2 separate regions of the Mus musculus genome follow, and region 2 is linked to region 1. The links are chromatin contacts, called in public HiChIP or PLAC-seq maps. All regions are on one chromosome and are shown on one strand. Each heading gives the region's core, a stretch centred on a gene start, on an enhancer-like site or on the middle of the called end of the contact. The rest is flanking DNA. Distances are from core to core; before and after follow the strand shown.

Evidence for each region. HiChIP or PLAC-seq counts read pairs in DNA pulled down with a chosen protein or histone mark.
Region 2: a contact with region 1 is called in an H3K27ac HiChIP or PLAC-seq map of large pre-B cells, with 12 times the contacts expected there. The contact joins two enhancer-like sites. A contact is called at or near these places in 4 of 39 promoter capture datasets (the C10 cell line, liver and pre-B cells), 2 of 115 datasets of contacts at active chromatin or transcription factors (large pre-B cells and regulatory T cells) and 1 of 9 other capture datasets (liver).

Annotation. Positions count from the first base shown.
Region 1 is chr4:32,006,583-32,013,330 of GRCm38.p6, forward strand. Map3k7 (mitogen-activated protein kinase kinase kinase 7) reads left to right here. Exons shown (of 16, transcript NM_172688.3): 13 at 3,734-3,839. Among named protein-coding and RNA genes, the nearest start is that of Map3k7, 46 kb to the left of the region's middle. Within about 2 kb of position 4,434, at least 41 of the 459 cell types and tissues checked have an H3K27ac peak or open chromatin away from gene starts, as enhancers often do.
Region 2 is chr4:33,070,549-33,077,296 of GRCm38.p6, forward strand. Gabrr2 (gamma-aminobutyric acid (GABA) C receptor, subunit rho 2) reads left to right here. Exons shown (of 9, transcript NM_008076.3): 2 at 802-908. Among named protein-coding and RNA genes, the nearest start is that of Gabrr2, 11 kb to the left of the region's middle. Within about 2 kb of position 2,498, at least 113 of the 459 cell types and tissues checked have an H3K27ac peak or open chromatin away from gene starts, as enhancers often do.

The DNA of each region.
Region 1 (6,748 bases), core at 3,184-5,683:
CTGAGCATGAAAGTTCTTGATTTAATGGAATTATTTTCTGGCCTTCTAGATGACCCATTAAAACATAAGCTTTTTTGTTTTGTTTTGTTTTTTTGTTTTGTTTTGTCTGTAAAGTCACTTTCCATCTCGGTTCATAAATACAGAGATAAGATCCCAGCCAAAGGCCAGTTGCAGTTCTGTGTCTCCTGCCGGCAGCTCACGCCAGGAGTTTATATTTGACTTACATTCTTTTGCTGCCCCAAGTTGCCGTGTGGCATTTCTGTCAGTTAGTGCTCTGCATCTTTGAACGCTAGTTTATGTAAGAAGAGGGTGAACTGGGAATGTCTTCTGGAAGAAGCAGCTCGAAAAGCTGTGATAGTTGGAGAGCATTTAGGGCCATCAGAATTCTACCAGCAAAATTGAAGAACAGATCCTAAAAGCAGTGGTTCCATGGTTGTTTGGGAGCTATAAGTAAGTGAGCCACAAGCTAATTTTTAATGTCAAATGTTACTTAATTTTCTTACTTATGCCTTATATGTTTTCAGATACTTTTAAGGAGCACAGTTAATGTTGTTTTTGAGAACTTTAGATTTTCATACTAGTTTTTCTCTGTCTTTGAGAAGTTAATTTGTAAAGGAATCTTTGATAATAATACAAAGCATATCAGGCCCAAGTTTATGTAGGAACTGAGTATAAATAACCAAAATTTCAAGGAATTTTCCTTGGAAAACATCCTTGTGGTGCCTTATAGACCTGGTTTTGAACTAGGGAGGGACCAGTTGGTGCTGTGCACCACTGCGTGATCTCAGCTGTGTTTACTCAGCTGTGTCACTCAGCTTCTAGCCACAGCTTAAAGAGCATTGTTCTTTGGTCAAGGCCTTTAATGTGCCCTTGTTTGATTGTTGTGTCTTGGAACTTACCTAAAGGTGTGGGACTAATAAATGGTGGGGCCGAAGCTGAGACTCTGAGTGGGCAGAGACACGGTTCTCACTGCTGCCTTCAGCAGCCTGAAGAATTATTTCCTCTAGACTTTAGAGACATCAGCGTGGGCCAAACCAGGAATTAGAGTTTTGATGCTGGAAAACTTGTAGTGCTAGCTCTCAAGAATAAAAAACCCACGAGCTTCTCAGAGTGCTGCCGAGTAAGCTCCTCAGCTGTACCTGGGGCTTCTCCAGGGACAGTTTCAGTTGCCTTAGCACTAGCCCTATGGACCATTTGGTTACTCTCAAGTTAACAGCTCAGGGTTGGAAGGAATCCTTTCTGTTTCTTTGTTTCTCTTTGGATAAGCAAGATTATACAGTAGAATTAGAGGTGCCTTAGATGAACCCCAAGCTCCTGGTGTGTAGAAGGAAATTGGTATACATCTTTTTCTGTAAGTGAAGTTTCAGGCAAAATGCCTAGGACACTTAGGGCAGGGAAGGGAGAAGGGCCTTCCATTGCTGACTGCTTGAATGCCTGCTTCTCCGCTGGTGAGAGGCTCCTGCTAGATTTCAGGGTTAGGGCTCCTCTCCCTTTTACAACACCCAGATTTTCCATGTCGTAGAACACCTCACATCAGTACTTCTTAATTTGTTTGGTTTTAAAATATATTTTTAATATTAATATTCTATTAACATAACCTAGAGTGCTTTTTTACATGGTTTATCTTTTCTATTTAACTTCATTTTTTTCTAGTTGTTCACATTTTTGTTGTTGTTTTAATGGGAGGTGTGGATGTGCAGGAGTATGCAGGCGCCCGAGGAGGCTGGGTGTGTCAGATCTCCTGGAGCTGGAGTTTCAGGCACATGGGAGTCATCTGATGTAGGAGCTGAGAACCTGGCCTGGGCACTGTAGGAGAGCAGGGAGTGCTCCTAACAACCCGTCATCTTTCCAGCCCCTGTTTTAACTTATGTAAATTAGATTCATCTCTTAGGATCACATTTAATTCATCCTGACTGTTGGATGTTATGTTATGTTATGTGTTTGTCTCTGTGTACGTGCACATATGCATGCTACATGTGTGTGGTCCCCAAAAAAGGCCAGAATAGAACATCAGATTCCCTGGTGCCAGAGCTGTGAACCTCCTCAGCCCCCTGGAAAGTCAGCCCTGTAGAGACAGGAAGCACTTTTAACCACCAAGCCATCTCTACCCCAGGGTTGGGGGTTGTGCTTTGTTGCATTTTGTGCTTTAATGGTGTAGTTTGCGTTTGTTCCTTTTCCTGGTAAACTAGTCCATCTTTATTTTAGACTCTTCTTTATCCTCTTACCATCTCTGAGGTGGAATAGGTACATTTCTCATTTCTCATCCCCTTTGCCTTTCTAGGTGAAAAGTTAGATCATGCCACTTGTAGTAAATACCTTGGAGATTTTAACATTTGTACCAAGCCTGCTTTTCCTGAAAAACCCAAGCATTTTAAAAGCAATGTTCTTGCTTATCCTGGTTTTATGATGCTGTAGATTATATTTCTGTGTTGTTTGGTAGTTTTGTAAGTTCATTACTGTCTTCTTACCTACTGTTTTCAGTATGGAGAAGACTAGTACCCATTCTTATCAGGATTTTCTTCAAGGAAACTGAATTTTAGCCCTTTGGTCCAGGAAAAAAAAAAAATTCTTGTTAAGTAAAGTTCCTGCTTAGACATTCCTGTTGTAGGAGTTTGTGAGGTAGGTAAGGTGAGGCTTATCATTTCAGATGCTGTTCTGAGCACATTCTTCACTGTTCCAGGCTGCGGGCAGTCTTCTGCCAGCATTCTCTGGCTTCCGTGGTGGCTGAAGCTCATGGTTTGTGAGTGCGTGTTGAATATTTCTTCTGAAAAGCATGAAATGGGTTGTGTTTCTGGCTTTGAGGGTTTTTCTTCCAGATTTTGAAATATACACATGTATGTGATGGGACACCTGGCTCATAAGGCCCAGGCCTGAACTTGCCATGCATTTGTTTTCTCTGTACAATATGCATCGCCTGCAGGTCACTTAAATGATGGCTTCAGTCACATGAGGTGTTTGTTAGGTACACAGTTTCTACTTGTGGCATCTTGTGAGCACTGGAAGTTTCAGGTTTCAAAGCATTTCTAATTTCAGATCTGTTGACTTAGGGACACTTCACCTGTAGCTGCCATTTCCCTCGGGAGGCCACTTCTATTTTTTGCTTGTCTGTTTTCTGGAATTTGACCATATCTGACCATGTGAAACATGGGACATGCGTCTGTCTCATTTCTCATACTGTCGCTCAGTTCTGTCTTCCTTCATTTCGTGTCCCTGTACAAGGGACTTTCATGTTCCTCCTGCTTCTGCCTCCAAGTGCTGATCACAGCTGTCTGCCACCATGCTGGGCTTGCCAACTGCTTTTATTGGAAGGTTTTTCATTTTTTGCTAGTTTTCTCTTTCCCACAGAACAAAGCATTCCCGAGCCTTGGCTTTGAGCGGGGATTAAGCAGGCCTTCTCATCCTACAGAGAATTGGTGGCTCTGTTACTAGTTCCTCAACATAACAGACGATCCAGGGTTGTAAAGTCTTAGCATTGGCAGCTTAAGGGCTACCCGTCCGCTTTTGTTTTGTGGGCTTTATTTCTCTGTAAGTTTTGAAGAGATGCTATGTATGAATGCATAGTGAATTTGATATACACTGACTATATACTTAGAATGCTGCTTTCAAGAGTCTTAGGCATCTACTAGTAAAAATTGAAAATGTTTGCCTCTTATTGGATGTGAAGATGTGTCTTGTAATTCTTTTTTAAAAAAAGAAAAAAGTGACAGCTTTTCCTCCTACCGTTTCTTCACAGGTGAGCAGCCGGTCATCCAGCCCTAGTGTCAGAATGATCACTACCTCAGGACCAACCTCAGAGAAGCCAGCTCGCAGTCACCCGTGGACCCCTGATGATTCCACAGGTGACCAGTCTAGTTCCTTGTAATACAAAATGGATTGACTTGAGGCATTAATCTTTACAAAGACAAGCATGATGTCATTATTTAGATCTTCATGTTTATAAAATCAACCACTTGGCAGTAGCTTTCGAAATGCCCTTGGAGTGTTATGGCAGAGACTAAGTGCTTTACCCTGTGTGTGTTTTTCCCTCCCACATACTAAACACGTATATTAAAAATAGTCAGATTTTTCCAGTTGGAAGCATGTGTTCTTGTACTTCACTCTGTGATTTTTGTATCATGATTGTTCCTGTTGGACCTTTTCAGTAACTACAATTCCCATATCGCTAACAATGACCACCAGCATCTTTACTTGACTTTCTACTTTTTATTAATAATGTTTTATACGTGAATACAGTATATTTAGACCATCTCGAACCCTACTCCAACTCCTCCCAAATATGTCTCAGATCTGCGTTTAGTCTCCATTGTGTGTATTCCTGATACATGACTGTGTCGTGAAAGGACATTTTCACAAAAGTATCTCATGCATAATGAACATACCCCGTACCACTCTTTTCACCCACCCTCCTTCCTTTAGTCCTCATTGTTCCTCTTAGACAGTTTCACTTCTACTTTGATGTCTTACACAAACGTGATTCTATGTATCTGTAAAGTTAAAGAACCACAAAGGAGTGAAAACAAATACTTTTCTAAGACCAGTTTAACTTGTTTCCAGTTGCATCCATTTTCCTACAAAGGACACACTGGAAACTCTATTGTGTATACCTGTGGCATGTTCTTTATCCTCTGTTGTTGGCCATCCCAGTGAGTTCTGTAGCTCAGCTGTTATGTATAGCGCTGCAGTAAACATGGATGTGGAAGTACTGCTGTGATGCGCTTGTCGAACAGAAGTCCTTTGGGTAAACATCCAGGGGCCTATTTTAGTGTTTTTAATGTTTTGAGGATCTTCTGTAGTGATTTCACAATGGCTGACAAGTTTACATTTCTGCCAGCAGTGTACATAAGGGTACTCTTCTGGCAGCTGAAGTGAGATTACAGCAAAGTTCCAATTTGCATTTTTCCCCAGTGGCTAGTGAGGTTGAGCAATTTCCATGTTTTCCTCATAAGAGTATCTTTTATTCTTCCACAGTTTCATGCATGTATACAATATATCTTGAACATCCCCAACATGATTATCCTACTCCTTTTGGATCCATTCCCCAATGCCCCTTCCTCCTTTGTCTTCTTTTTGTGACCCACTGAATCCAGTTACTGTTCCCCAAAACCCTAGGGTTTGGATCAGCCACCACGCTTGGGCAACCTAGCAGCAGCCACACCCCTCCAAGGAAAATGCTTGTAACTCCCCTTCCTCCAGCAGCTATCACTTGCTCAGCTAAGGGTGGGGCCTCATGAGCCTCTTCGCCTTCTATGCTGGTTTATTGATTGGCTGATCTTGTGTGGGTAGCCACAGCTGCAATGGATTGATGAGTGGAATACCTAGACCCTGTCCATCAGCCAGCATTTCACCGCCTCCTGAGATCCTCTGGTTCTTGGATTCTTTTCTCCTCTTCTGTGATATTCCCTGAGCCTTCTTAGGTTGTTGATACAGCTGTCCCACTTAGGACTGAGCACTCACAGTTACTGATCCTTAACACTTTAACCTCTCTCTCCCTCCCTCCCTCCCTCCCTGAGTTAAATACTACAACTTCAAAAAGAATCTTCTCTAGCCAGGGTTGAAAGCCACTCTAATCCATAGGAATAAATATCACTATTTAGAAGCAGGTTGATAACATGTTAATATAGCAAGATAACATTAGACTCCTCTCTAGGACCTAGGACCTAATCAGGGCTGGTTTTGACCAGGCCATTTCTCTTGTGTTTATTAGCCACTTGTATTACATCTTTTGAGAACTGTCTAATCATTAGTCTGCGTACTGATTTGATTGGCTGCTTGCTTTCTTCAGGGTTTTATTTTTGTTCTTTTATTTTTATTATAAATATACATACACAGCCATGAAAGACTTTTCCCCCCACTCTATAGACTGTATTTAACTTGTTAGTGGTTGGTTGGTTGGTTGGTTGGTTGGTTGGTTGGTTGGTTGGTTGGTTTGTAGGAGGAGCAGGATCTCACAGTGTGTATATTACTTCTGGCCTCAAAACTTACTATGGTAGACCCTGTGGGCTTCAAAGTCACAGCTAATCGCCTGTCTCTGCTCACACGTGCTGGGATAAAGGCCAGCACGCCCAGCTTAGCTGTTCTTTTGCTGTGAAGAAGCTTTGGAAGTTGATGAGATCCCTTTTGTCAGCTGTTAGAGTTATTTCCTGAGTGTCAGCCTCTGGTTTTTAAAACACAGAATATGTGTCCAAGTGAGAAATCTATTTGGCAACTTTTCATACCTCATGAGAGACTTTATTTCAAATGCATAGACATTTGAAATCCTTTTAGTTTATTAAAACTCCAGTGTAAATAGCTCAGTTTATCATAATGGCGGATTAAAAATACCTGTGCAAAGGGAGGGATAGTTTTCTCATGAGAGCACAGTACTGTGATGTCTTAGCACACACGCAAGCACTGTATCTAAGGAAGATCTTGTTCTGTGTTTTAGTACAACAGAAGGGAAGGAAGGTGGTCTCATAGACCTTGGAAAATGAAGTTGTTTGAAATTAAGCAGGTTGTTGTGCCACACCCCTTTAATCCCAGCACTCAGGAGGCAGAGGCAGGCGGATCTCTATGACATCAAGAGCAGACTGGTCTACAAAGAGAGTTCTAGGGTAGCCAAGGCTACACAAAGAAACCTGTGTCAAAAACAAAAAGAAAGAAAAAAGTACCAATTAAACTGAAATTTTGAAGTTAGTTTACTGTCTTCACAAACTATGTTTTCAGTATTTATAGATACCTGGTATGGCCTAGTCAGGTTTATAGTTTCATT
Region 2 (6,748 bases), core at 1,248-3,747, 1.1 Mb after region 1:
GCTTAGATCCCACCTTTCAGGTCGCCAGAGAAATACAAATAGTACAGCCTAGATACCCTGCATAGACTAACTAACCATCCTTCTTGCTGCAGAATAACCGTCCAGTAGGCAAATGCTTTACAGTCTTCGGCAGTTGACTGCTCATGTGACAAAGTTAATCTGCAAAGAGTATAAGACAATGAGGAGACCTAGCTAGGTGAGGGATGGACAGATCTGTCCTCTGGACTGACAGAAGCCACTGCAGCTCTAGCTGGGGCAAGCAGTGTTTAGAGCTTTGGGGATGTTTGTGTCACAACATATTTATTACAAACCATATTGTAAGACATGAGTCTCACCATGCAGCCCTGACTGCCCTGGAACTCACTCAGTAGACCAGGCTGGTTGTACTCACAGAGATCCCCCTGCCTCTGCCTCCTGAGTGCTGGGATCGAAGGTGTGCGTCACCAAACCATCATGCTCAGCTTTGGGAAATTGTTTTAAAAGAAAAAAAAAAGTCATAATTTTCACCACTCCCCAGCTTAAACACTTTCATCTAGTCGCAACTCACTAAGACCTTGGCAGGTACAAAATGTCCTCAGGGGATGCTATCTGCTCTCAGGAATGTTCTGGAAGGATCTGTCCTGGGGTGGACATCCTTGTGAGGGTGTGGGCAGTGTAGAGACCCTTTAGTCTTCTGCCTCCTTGTGTGCATCAGAATAAAGAAGAAATGCTGAACAGGTGGACCCTGCAGGCAGTCTTCCATCCACTCGGTCTCTCCAGAGCCTCGGTGGGCCATGGAAACCCATTTCTCTTTCTTTGCAGCCATTTGTATAAAAAGAACCTTGATGTGACCAAGATGCGGCCAGGAAAGCCTCGGCCTCTGCTCAGGGTAGAGGACCACGACTTCACCATGAGGCCAGCCTTTGGAGGTAAGAGGTATCCTCCCCTTACTGTTGGGTTCCAGGCACCTTGTCTCACCTGTCCCCAGTGCCGCTGCACCGAGGCGCAGCCTGGGCCATGCTCTGGGACACAGCTCCCCTCCCCTCAGTGAGGTAAGCTAAGGAGAGAAGTGGTCACAGGCAGGCAGTGGAGAGGCTGTTGACAGAAAGAGGCTGTAGGCAACTCAGCCATTTTTTTTCCTTTACCAAGGAGACCAGGCTAATTGTCTTTTGAAAAAAACAAAGCAAAGCAAAGCAAAGCAAAGCAAAGCAAAGCAAAGCAAAGCAAAGCAAAGCAAAGCAAAGCAAAGCAAAGCAAAGCAAAGCAAAGCAAAACAAAACAAAACAAAACAGATAGTGAAGGATCTAGGCCACCTCATTGCCAACTGGGGCTCCTGGTGGTGGAGCCACCATAGTCCAAGGCAGCAGTCACCTTGCTCATGATGAAGTCCCTCACACTTGGTACTGCGTTTCATCATCAGCTTTCCCCTTTGGGGATCAGGGAGGGGACCCCTCCCTGGGACCTGCATTCAGTTGGGTTGGGTTGGGCTGCTGTGACATAGTACCACAGGCATGGTGGCTCAGAAACCGTACACATTCGTTTCTCACAGGTCTGAGATCTAATTGCGCATCCCCTAATAGCATCACGTGGTGTGGTGGGTGATCGGAATTCAGCACTCTCATTTTGTAGGGTGTAAGCATCCAGGCCATGGCAGAGGTGGAAGAGGAGACAGCATGTCTGATACGGAATGAGAACAGCAGAATACACAGACACCCTCAGATAGCCCTAACCACGGGCACGGGAAGGAAGTAAGGGCCAGAGCAGGTTAGAGAGCAGCCTCGGCCAGGGCAACCCAGGCAGGCTACTTATTTTCTTATCTCTGCCCTCTAACATCCTTTAGGATCCCCACCCCACCCCACCCCATTTTCCTAGGGCAGGGATCACCTTCATGCCATACACATTTTCCCGAGGCATCCGTAAGTTGTAGAATATCCTCAGGCCAGCCACCTATCTTTTCTGAGCCTCTGTTTGCCACTTTATAAAATGGGAACAGCAATCAACTTCTGGAGCTGTCCAGACTGACAGATAATATATGCAAAGCCCTTGCTCGTTCATGTCCTCACAGAAAGCCCAGCTGTCAGGCTTCCTCCTGTGTGGCTGTCAAAGGATTTAGAAATTAATTTATCTCACAGGCTTTTGCGTTTTAGAAGGCAATGTATTTAACACGGATTCTGGGTGGAACTCGGGTCATCAGGCTTGTGTGGCAAGTACTTATCTGCTAAGCTAAGTACTTATCTTCAGCAGCCACACTGAGTTTATTTTAGATTCACATAGTATGTATGCCTGCTTGGGGCATGAGGCTGAGGAAACTGGACAGGCCTTTACTAACAATTCAGCTGTGTTAGTTGGGCCAGTGATCCACCTCAGGAGAGAGACTGAGTCTGCTACCTCAGAGGATAGCCGCTGTGGCTGTCTGCTGAGGAAGAAAGGGCCTCACCGACTTGAAAGGAGAACCACAGGAAGTCGTGTCATGGGGACCGGAAGAGGCTGGCCAGAAAAGAAAGGAACCTAGGGAGTGTCTCAGCAGCAAGGCAGGTGCGAAGGATGCAGGGGTGCACAGACTGAGTGCCATCAGCAACAAAGGAAGTAGCTACCACAGCACAGACACGCATGTCTGATTACGAAGTCCAGTGGCTGCTGGGGATTGGACTCAAGTCCTTCGGGAGGGAAATACATGGTCTTAATCGCTGAGCCATCTCTCCAGCCCCTGGAACTTCCTCTATTGCCTGTATTTGGAATTACCTAAGCCTCCTGCTAGTCTCCAATTGCATCTGTGGGTGCACCTCCCAACACTGCGCTATATCTCCTTTCCCTAGTTCTCAGCTCCTGGAGAAACACATCAGCTCCCAACCCCACACCCCAACAGACACACACACACACAGCCCCCAACCCCACACCCAACAGACACACACACACAGAGTCCCCAACCCCACACCCCAAAAGACACACACACACACAGAGCCCCCAACCCTACACCCCAACAGACACACACACACACAGCCCCCAACACCACACCCCAACAGATACACACACAGAGCCCCTAACACCACACCCCAACAGACACACACACACACAGCCCCCAACCCCACACCCCAACAGACACACACACACACAGAGCCCCCAACCCCACACCCCAACAGACACACACACACACAGAGCCCCCAACACCACACCCCAACAGACACACACACAGAGCCCCTAATACCACACCCCAACAGACACACACACAGAGCCCCCAACACCACACCCCAACAGACAAACACACACACACACACACACACACACACACCCTGGCTGCCTGGCTGCACTGCTCCGGGCTTGTAGCAGACACTGTGAAATGTTGAGTTTACTGGTCAGTCAGTGAGGCTGTGTGGACCTGGGGGGTGCTGCACACCTGCAAGGACTTATTCAAGTTAAGCTGAAATGTTATCTATTCTTTTTTCTTGTTTTCTCCCTCCTCCTCCTCTCCCTCCTCCTCTTCTTCCTCCTCTTCTTCCTCCTCCTCCTCTCTCTCTCTCTCTCTCTCTCTCTCTCTCTCTCATCTAGGACTGAAACCAGGGTTCCCCACATGCTAACCACATGTTCTACCACAAAGTAATAATCTAACAATCTGACATCCAAACTGTCAAGTTAAGACAATCAATAAGGAATTATTTTTTAAAAATATTTATTTATTTTTATTTATATGAGTACACTGTAGTTGTCTTCAGACACACCAGAAGAGAGCACCAGATCCCATTACAGATGGTTGTGAGCCACCATGTGGTTGCTGGGAATTGAACTCAGGACCTCTGGAAGAGCAGTCAGTGCTCACAGTAAGGAATTGTTATTACAGTTTTGTTTTTCATTGTAACTAATTTTGTTAGTTTGAGAAAATATCATCATAAAAACAGGCTTTGTGAAGGAGCCTATATCTTGCCTTTGGACCCTTATTCATTTTGATATGGCAGGTTCTCGACAGGTAACACAGGACCCCACAGGTACTCTTTTTCCATATTCACAGTAACTAGGAACACACTCTATTAACAGTGCTTGGGAGTAGCCCCATAGCATTTTGCTGTTGGGCCTTCCTGCTATGTTCTGTGTATGATGGTCTCAATCTTGTTTCTGCCTACTCCACTGGGGAAAGAATACATAACCTACCATGGCCACGTTTGAGCCCAGGCCCAGGTGATGAACCAGGAGCCTTGTTGGGGGAATCTAGGCACCATAGGCAGTTCTAGTGCTGCAGAGATCCACTCTGGATACGTGACAGATAATTGGGAACGAGATTGTCAGTGTGGCCCCTCAGTAATCTAGACACCAGTGTCAGAGGTTGGGAGACAGTTGTTTCTCTGCATGGATTAACCCATCTGTAGGCCTGCCCCCCTGCTCCGTTAGTGCTGATGGTGACGTCAGGAGGAGTAAGGTGCAGGCTGTCCTCTGGGCAAGTGAGCCCTGCCACAGTGACTGTGGCATGCTAACGTAACTGCTTGTGAGGACAGCCTGCTACTTTTTAGCAACGAAAGGTCAATGACTTGAGGGTGAACTGTTGGCAGGAACACACACACAACTGAGAGGCTGCTGCCAGAGATGACTGTCTTGGGGTGTCAGCTATGTGCACAAGCTTTACATGGAGGGGAGAGGAGGAGGGGGCCATGGATAGGACTGGGAGACTCCTAGGTCATACTACAGTGGCTTAGAGGGGGGACGTTGCCTTAGTGACTTTTATCTGGGCATGAAGGGGAGGAAAGAGGTTTAGGTCAAGCCAACCTTACCCAAAAGTTAAAGCTGCAAAGGGGCAGACTCAGTATAGAGGCAGAAATCTAGCCTTCCATTCTGTTCTCATCACCCAGCAGGCACTTTTGACAGGCCTAATGGGGGGGGGGGGATCACTGCTTTCTGCAAAATAGCCCCTGGAAATAGTCTCTGGAAAGTAATTCAGGAAACCCTTGCCACCCTAACCCACAGACTCAAGGCCTTGTCAGCGAAGCTCGTGGGAACTGATACTAGACTGGCAACTGTGTAGCCTCCAGAATCTGTCCCTTTACAACATGACCAAAAAGCAAGATAACCTAGGTGGTGAATTCTGGCTTTCCCTTAATTCTAACCCTGTGTGTAGCATCCATCACAGGCTTTGTACGGACTGTCAAGATTAAAGTACCTCTCTAGTAGGCAGATGAGAAAGCTGAACCTCAGAGAAATATGTGTGCCCAAGGCCACACTAAAGCTAACGATGGAGACAAAACTCAGACCCAGATAGTATGATAATGCCATTGTCTAATTGTTTTAAAATTTGAGATCACATAGTTTTTCAAAAGTTGGTTTCCCAGAATAAGGATAATTTAGTTTTTCCATCTATATCATATAAACACTTGAGTTACATGCGTGTGCGCATGTGCAAATACACAAAACCCCGGGCTTTTTTCCCCCAGAGGCTCCAGGATGTTTCCCACTTGTCTGCTTTACCCAGATGATGTCAGTGGGCAGGGCCAGGGCATCAGCAGTCAGCATCAGGCAGGTGGTATGAAGGATAACTAAGGTGGTGAGGGGAGATGCAAGGCAAGAAGGGAGAGGGGGGGAGGGGGAGGGGGAGGAGAGAGAGAGAGAGACAGGGAGGGAGAGAGAGAGAGAGAGAGAGAGAGAGAGAGAGAGAGAGAGAGAGAGAGAGAGAGAGAGAGAGGAGGCTCTTCACTCTATCTGGAGCTTGTTAGGTCATGTAACCTCAAAAGGGGCGTGGCCACTTCCATGGTCTTGTTCACTCTCTGGTTTTGGTCATTCTTACAGCAATCACTTCGTCCAATTGAAGAACTAACTGGTTGAGGAGGCCAGGAATGACTTATTCAGAGACTGCTTCCCTAGTCTACATAAACCCAAGAATGACCTCATTCTTGCCCATCTGCAGGGCCACAAAGCCTGCAGTGTGCCCCTTCCTCCTTGTCCATTGCTTCAGAGGAACCACATGATGTTGGCTTTATGCTGATCATCCATCTCTCTGAGGTGTATGTGCTGGAGGAAGTCAGATGTTTTCTCTAAGCTGGGGGCTTAGGGTACCTGGGATGCCGCATTAGCACGGGGAAACATTTCGGGAACCTCAGGTGCTGGCTGAATAGGTTTTGTTAGGAAGAAGGAAATTAGTCTAATCAAGTTATGGTTATGAGATATCCCTCAGGTAGGGGATTTCCAATTCCCCAGACAAGGTCAGAGAAGAAGACCTGCTAATGAAGGGAGTCTCCCATACTGCGCCGAGCCCAGAGGCTACCCTGTCATGGTGGACTTCTACCGTATACATGTATAAAAAGCACACAAGCCAAGCGCTCAGCTCATTAACCTCCCACTAAGCAAACTCATAATGTACCTGCCATCCAGCTCAAGAAATAGATAGGTCCCTTGATAAGCTCGAAGATGAATGCTTTTAGAAATCCGTAGAATCTCCCTCGATGTGCCTCCAACCTTCTGCAGTGCTGTCTTGCACTGGCTGTGGTATAACTAGTTAGACATCTCATCTCATACTAGACTAAAAGCTACTACAGGGCAAATCTCCAGCTGCGTGTTAGTTTTCCGTAGGAAGGTGATCCAGACTCAGGACAGGTGATCGAGGTCTCTGCTCAGGCACTGGGGGCCGCACACTCTGACTTCCATCTAGCCCGCAGACACAGTCTACAATGGAGGTGGACGTAATCCAGCTCATAACCTGCCCAGCAATCACAAAGAGCATTCACCTCCGCCTAGGAACAGCGCGTAGTGTAGACCCAGTCTCTGACCTCAGTGACAACGATGCGGAGGTGCC